Regions from separate parts of the Gasterosteus aculeatus genome. Here region 1 is linked to region 2. Evidence: chromatin contacts called from public Hi-C data. All regions are on one chromosome and are shown on one strand. The core of a region is the stretch at or near the end of the contact, and the rest is flanking DNA. Distances in the headings are between cores, read along the strand shown.

The links. Hi-C and Micro-C count contacts between places; a contact is called where the count stands out from the background.
Region 1: a Hi-C map of skeletal muscle shows a contact between it and region 2, with 4 times the contacts expected there. The contact joins the promoter of eef1g here to the enhancer-like site in region 2. A contact is called at or near these places in 4 of 6 Hi-C or Micro-C datasets (skeletal muscle, tail fin and whole body).

Annotation. Positions count from the first base shown.
Region 1 is chr4:9,094,420-9,097,973 of fGasAcu3.hap1.1, forward strand. eef1g (eukaryotic translation elongation factor 1 gamma) reads right to left here and starts at 1,835. Exons shown (of 10, transcript XM_040172655.2): 1 at 1,710-1,835; 2 at 748-906; 3 at 580-643; 4 at 151-293. The coding sequence starts at 1,721. It overlaps polr2g (RNA polymerase II subunit G), which reads right to left. Exons shown (of 8, transcript XM_040172657.2): 5 at 2,852-2,917; 6 at 2,531-2,602; 7 at 2,390-2,423; 8 at 1,934-2,290. The coding sequence ends at 2,277.
Region 2 is chr4:9,016,301-9,020,028 of fGasAcu3.hap1.1, forward strand. klhl4 (kelch-like family member 4) reads right to left here. Exons shown (of 11, transcript XM_040174557.2): 8 at 3,241-3,403; 9 at 2,068-2,280; 10 at 900-1,071; 11 at 1-581. The coding sequence ends at 522. Among protein-coding and RNA genes, the nearest start is that of klhl4, 24 kb to the right of the region's middle. Within about 2 kb of position 2,156, at least 5 of the 9 cell types and tissues checked have open chromatin away from gene starts, as enhancers often do.

The DNA.
Region 1 (3,554 bases), core at 585-3,084, 78 kb after region 2:
CAAGACAGGAGGACGAAAATGCTAAATTACAACATGAACTTTGCTACATGGCCAAGTGCCAACCCTAAAGTGAAGCGCAAGTCGCGCTGACCTACTCGATGATCACAGCAGCTAACTCATTGTTAACCAGAAACTAGCTGAAATGCAAACCTGCTTGTTGAACTGCATAATTCCCAGAGTAGGGAAGACCCATGCGCTGGCTGGAGGGATGATCTCCGAGTCAGCGAAGCTCACCCACTGCAGCACCTGGGCCGCGGCCTGGGGGGAGGCACCACGCAGGGCTTCATTGCTCACTGTGGGTGAAAGGGGAACAGTTTTAAGCATAACGGCATCCCATTCTATATTTAGTTTTCATGGCACTACTTCTGCATTTCAGTACAATTTATTTCCTTCAACAGCAGCTTTAAGAGCAAACGATTGCTGCATATAATTGCAACAGACACGATTTAACCCATCAGCTATCAATAAGGCTTGACAGTGATGTTAAGGGACATCTGTATGCAATGCATATGAAACTTTTGGATGGGCAGTCAAAAAAATAAAAAGGTACAAGACAGTTGATTACCAATAAACACTTACAGAAGTGAGCAATGGCATTACTCTCAAACAGACAGAATCCATCATCTCCCTGGTATGCAGGTACCTGCAAACAACGGCACAATTCAAGAATGACTGAACACATTTTAACCAGTGAATTTAGCAGCTTAGAAGATGGTGAGCGATGTCACATTTGCTAAAGAGACCAACCTTGCCCAGTGGGAAGTTGTTGAGGAAGGCAGGAGTGCGGTTCGTCTGCCCGAAGGTGAAGGCCGGGGAGTTGCTGGCGACTTTAAGGCGAGCCCCGCTGTACTGGGCTGCGATCTGGGCCTTGAAGGCCCGCCAGTTCTCTGGGTACGTGTACAGAGTCTGGAGAGGAGGGACACACAGCGGATGTTTAACTTAAAAAATATATACACTTCAAATATTTGCTAGCACGTTGAAAAGAAATTAAGGCGAAAATATTCTGAAGCCATTGTTTTTTTTATATTGTAAAAAAAAAAAACTCCATTTCAGAAGAACACAAAGTTACATCTTGGGAAAGTAGCGTTAGAGCCACCGAGCAGGTAAAGCGAGGAGCTTTGTCTGCTGGTTAGCGACACTCGTGTGTGTGATGCTAAAAGGAATTCTGGACTCATTGCGTAAAATGGACCGGGCCTGTATAGTTTTGTTAAACCCGGTTACAACCCCGCTCAAATGAGAGTTGATTTTAGTTAGACAGGCAAATACAGTTTCACGTGGCTTCCAGTTGGCTTTGAATGCTAACCCCTGCTAGCTACCACAGTCTATGATGAAGCCCGCTGGTGATTTAAATGTAAAGTCGATATCGGCTTGTCGTCGAAAAGGACATAATTAAAACAACGTCGTTGTGAATATTTACCCCTAAAGCAACGGTGAGTTTTCACAGCATGAAAGAGCCACGGTAACGTGGCACAAGCCAGATGAGGAGCGTCATTCTTTGCGAAAGCTACGTCAGGATAGCAAAAGCTAACCGTAGTTTAGAAGACTCCTGAATGGAATTAATAAAAAATACTCTCAACAGCAGCTACCTTTCACACCAAAGGAACCGTTTACGTGGACAAGTACCCAATATCAGCGCCGATGGATCTGATTTACGGCGGATTGATTCACTAAAGTTAAAACTGAAACATTGAATTTGCCATCTTACTCACCCCCGCCGCCATCTTCAGGACGAGAGAAAGAAAGAACGGGCGCTGCGGTGACGTTTTACGTCCAAAAGTCGTGCGCGCACATGAGGGTTCCGCGTTCACGTTTCGTCTGATGTCACGTTTAGACCGGGTGACGCTTTGCGGCACAACACCAATGAGGTTGTCCGCAAGTCTCGTTACACGTTGAGAAAGCTCAATGGTTTAACATATTAACTGGTACAGGTATATAAGAAATAAAATACTTTATTACAGTCAGTGTACAAAAACTAAACAGTACATAGTTGAAATAGAAATTGTGATTTCTACCAAGAAACAATAAATGCTTCCAAACTCTCTAACATCTTGCAATTAATTTATTAAGCATTCGCCTGGATTTTCCTTTTCCATTTTTAAAGTAGTTCCAATAAAACCAATGTAAACTGTGCAACATTATAATAACAATAATGTTGCTGAGGGACCTTTTCCACCATTTTGTGTATAAAAGTGTAAAAGTCATAGGAATTTTATAAAGAAAATAAGTAAGCTACTGCATGAAGTGTCCCATGTGAAATGTGTTTCTTCTGCAGCAAATCAGCTCACAAGACCTGGAAGTACAGGAGGCGTGTTCAACAATCATTTAAAAAACAAAAAATAAAACATTTCTAAAGCTCAGGTTTTACACAGCCATTCTGTGTAATACTCACCCAGGTAATCATCCATGAGAGAACCAATGGCAAACTGAAAAAGAAGAGAAAAGCTTTCTTTTAAACTGCGAGACAGTAAATCACTCCAATAAACTACTTAGTAACATTAGATCCAATCATGAAGAAAAAGAAAAAGCGTACAATGTCATTCTTGTCCACTCTTGTCCCCACAATCTTTAGCCGAATTTCATCATCTTGCTGGATTACGATGTCCTTGAAAAGAGAAGATAACATCCAAGACTGAGGAACCGAACAATAACAGGAGCACAAAAGTATTCAGCACTGCATCGACTTTGTATACACAAGTTATGGAATTATACTTTCAGTTTAGTCTTGCTTCATTCTGTTTGTACACCAGCGTTATTATAATTACCTGGATTTGTACTTGTTCAAATATGTGGTGAACTACAATAAGTAGTATAAGTAAGTGTATAATAAGTACTAATTAATTCATTTTCTTACCTCATCAACTGTCTTATAACAAGGAGGATTGGAATTGGGGTCAAACTCCATTTCTGAAGGTATGGACTACAAAAAAAAGATTTTTTTCTTGTGAGATTAGAGATCAACCAATAGTGGGTTTTAAAGGTGCATATATCAACAATAGTTTGAAATGGGAATTAGCAGACATTTCATTAATTGGCCATCAATCTGGAGCTGAACATCAAAGCATACATGTCTTGAAAGTGGAAATCATTAGCAAATGAACATCCTTTGTGTAACTGGACATATTACGTCATTCAAATGTTTTGTTTATTTGCAAAGGGCGATGTGCTGTTCTGTTACTTTCTGACTGGCCAGGATTACAAATGCCACTTATTAATGTTCATACATAATCAAAAGGTAAGGCTTTAAGTGTGCAATTTCATATCAATAATGGATGGATGGTCATGTGGCTGGATTGATAAAATAATAAGTTAAAGTTAACAGTTGAGCAATCTATTTTCCAACCCATCTGCCTATCTTGTATTCTATAAAGAAATCATATCAAGTTACATTATATAGTCAAGAAATAACTTTTCTGGGGAGAATGAATATGAATTTGGTTGTTAAATGTTGTCCCCACTCTGAATGTCAGCATTCGGTTCTACCGGGGATAATTGTCTAATGAAGAGGATTTAAATTCAAAAGCTTTAAAAAAGCCCACGATGATGTTTTTATGATG
Region 2 (3,728 bases), core at 906-3,405:
CAGTATCAAAGGAACTTTAATTTAAGTAGCTAGAAAATTAAATATAAACCTTAAAATATACTGTACTGTGTGTGATGGTACTGATAAGAAAAGTCTCTGTATGGATGTAAACTAACCTGCAGCCCTATTTGCTCAAAATGTAACTTTTACCATTGCAGACATACACAGAATGTTTCAAAAAACGTAGTATAACAAAGCAGTACAACAAAGGCTTGGCACTTGCTCCAGCTCAGCCAAGTCTATGAAAATTCTTGATCGGTTGAGAATGTGAAGAATGTGTAGAATGTGCAGTGCTTTCCATTATCTGGACTAGTCCTCCCCAGTGGGTGGGCATGTCCACTAATGATAGAAACAATGGCTTATGGGCAAGGCGCTCCGTTTCCTTCTGAAAAATATGGAACGCTGAGTAAAAAAAAAAAAACATGATTCTCGAAGGATGTGTCCTTGATCCGTTGTTTTGTTTGTCCACTCTTCTTCGCCAATCTTTCATTTGTTTCCCATGCTGTCGTGAGACAAAGCGCTCAAGGCAATTTCACCACCACCACACAGGCGCCTGCCCTGCCAACGTTGAGAGGGACCTCCTACAGGATGACAGCGGGGTTAACATGAGGCCTCTGATCTGAGGCTCTCTTCAAAAAGAATCCCATTTTGCTTCATGCAGATAAGAGGGTTACAGAGGCAAAACTGAAGAAAAAAAAACATTTCAAGCTATAAAATATTGATAGGATTCAGTGACTGCAGCCGAATTCTCCTCCCAAAGCGAGTTAACTGGAACCCTGCTGCTACATGCAACCAGTTCTGGCTAAAACAAGCTAAAAATCCATTAAGCAGATTAAACATTTTGAATGTCAACAGTCTCTTATTTGTTCCCTTGATCAATTATTGGTTGATGTAATTACCTCAGTCCACTCGTTGTTCTGCGCATCGTAGGACTCGACAGTGTTGAGATAAGACTGGCCATCGTATCCGCCCACAGCATAAAGCCTGTCCCCCAGCAGGCAAACCCCCACGGCGTCCCGGGGAACGCTGAGGGAGGACACAGTGGTCCATGTGTCCGTCTTAGGGTCATACCTGTAAAACAATATGTTGACTGTTTATTGGATCAGGGATAATATGGTTAAAAACAAAGGAAAAAATAAAATGAATGGACTTGTTTCTCAAGAGGACGGCCGTGTCCCATCCCCAATTAAAGAGGTGATGTTTGCCGGCTTTAATCACAGATGTCTGCATGGTTTACTTTTTCGCCACCCACAGAGAGCCAGATTGACACTACAAGTAAAAATTGTTTCTTGGACAGCAGCTGGCGGCTCCTGGGTCCACCGAGAGCTGGACTCAGGAGTGACTGATGATGTTGTTGAATTCTTTTCTCTTTTTTTCACCATGTTGACCTCTAAGATGAGGACGAAGAAGACAAACTTTATGATTTTCTTTCAGTGATTTCAGGATATTTCAGTCATTTTTCTCCCGTTGTGCTGAAATTAATAGTATCAAAGTTGAATGCTACTTCATTTAGTTTGTTCTATTAATTTTAAGCAAATACATTTGTTTGTAAAATATTCTCTCATATTGGAGACCTTACAGTTAATTATTTCTTTTAAGTACAAAAAGAGTAAAATCACTGTTTTAAAGATCACCTTGTTGCTCTTTTATTGACTAACACTAGAAAAGAATTAATACGATTTGAGAGCATTTTGAGGACTAATTGGATAATAAAATGTCAAATGAGGGAAAAAAATATCAACCAAGAAGGTTTTCTGTGAAGTGAATTATCACTGAGACGCTCCACTAGGATCCAAATCAGATTCAGGACATTATGGCCACTAGATGGTGGCAGATAGTCAGAAATTAAAAAAAAAACTCTCTAGACTCCCTAGACCTCTTCAATCGAGCATTGTGTTGTAATACAGACAAGTCTCAAAATGCAGGAACAGGGTGGGGATCGTTTGTCTCCCTTTTGTCCTAACGGCCTCATTCCAAACCCATAACTGATGAATCCAACTGCAACCCAAAGCCGGTTATGGATGATTCTTTGTGCTTGTGTGTGTGTGTGTTTTCCAGAGCAAGCACCTTTCAACACAATCGGAGAGTCTGGAGCAGTGGTTGGAAGCCGGGGCGTCGTGGCCCCCTACAGCATACAGGAAGTTGTTGTACGTCGCCACACCGACTCCGCCTCGCCTCTTGGCCATGGGAGTACACATGCTCCACTTGTTGGTGTGCGGATCGAAGCACTCCATTGACCTCAGGCAAGAGCTGCCGTCGCGACCGCCTACTGCGAACAACCTGAGAAATGAAACAAGAAACTAAACGCCCAACATGCACAAACAGAACTAGTGGACCTGTAGGGAGAAGCTCACATCAGTTGTCAGATTTTTGTAAAATATAATGATAGAAAAGTGATATTGTGATGGATTTTGAAGATACATCAGTGAGCATTTCTTTTCCAAGGCCCTTACTTTGTGTGTGTTCTCTGGCAGAAATATCACACGTTTTAAGTGCTTGTAACTCACAGGCCCGACAGAAAGTAGAGACGGGGGAAACACTTTCCTTGTTGTCTATATTTGACCTAGATGCAGAAATAACTCTGCATTGACTTTAACATTGAGAGCTTGTTCTTTCTTCGGCGCACAAACCTCATAGGCATTTAAAACATACAAATATACAGTGTCTTGCTTTTAGAGGCTAGATTCCCCCGAACAAATTACCACACTGATGAGAACAGCATTCGCTTTGAGCTGCTGACTATTGCAGCCGCCATGTAGTTTATCTTATACATCTGTAAAGGTTGAATCTGCATTCGAGAAGTATAATGTTGTCAAACTATCACTGCAGTAATGCTTCACCCTGAGTTACATAATTATACCTGTGTTATTACACCTTATATTCCAAGTTCGGGTTGCTTTTTTCAGTCAGAAAATCAACTTTCAGAATGAACCTTATCACTACTACATTGCATCTGCATGAAAACCTTGTATTTTTATTAAAGCAGACATGGTTGTGCTTAAATTTCAAAGTCAAACAAGGGCATGTTGTAAAAGGCTGGCTGAAACATGAATAACAATGCAAATACCTGATGTACTGGCATTTTAACCACTACATTGGAGGAGCAAGCTGGCACACATCATGCACTGTGATCACTGTCTGTAGTCATCTACCTCCTCAGTGTGTAGCTAGGGACCTCAACCTCAGGCCCAATGATATTTTAAAGGAGCAAAAGTGTGTAGCTTGATATATACAACTTACTTTCCATTGAGCGCCGTGACCCCCATGGTGCTCCGTGGTGTCGACATACTGGCCACATAGTTCCACTGTCTGGCCTGCGGGTCCCAGCGCTCCACTGTGTTGAGGTAGCTCCAACCGTCGTGGCCTCCCACAGCATACATCGGGCCCTCCAGCACAGCAATACCTACACAAATGGCAATGCAAACGTATATAACGTAAACCACTATGTTTACTTTAGTTTAGAAAGTGAAGAATTGTGTTTTCCTAAGCTTCAAATGTGTACACTGCATGTAAACATGTGGGAGCATGTTCTCTTCACACAGTCTGCTATGTCGCACCACCCTCTTTCTGCATAAGCCTAGAACACACACACCAAACACCATGGTTCTAAGAGGGCCTCTCAGGGTTTCAGTTACCTGAAAGCAGTTCTCCGATGTTTGGAAAGGGAAGAGGTGAGCAAGGGGGATTTTAAATTGGATAATCGCCGCAAACACACGTCTGGATTCTAC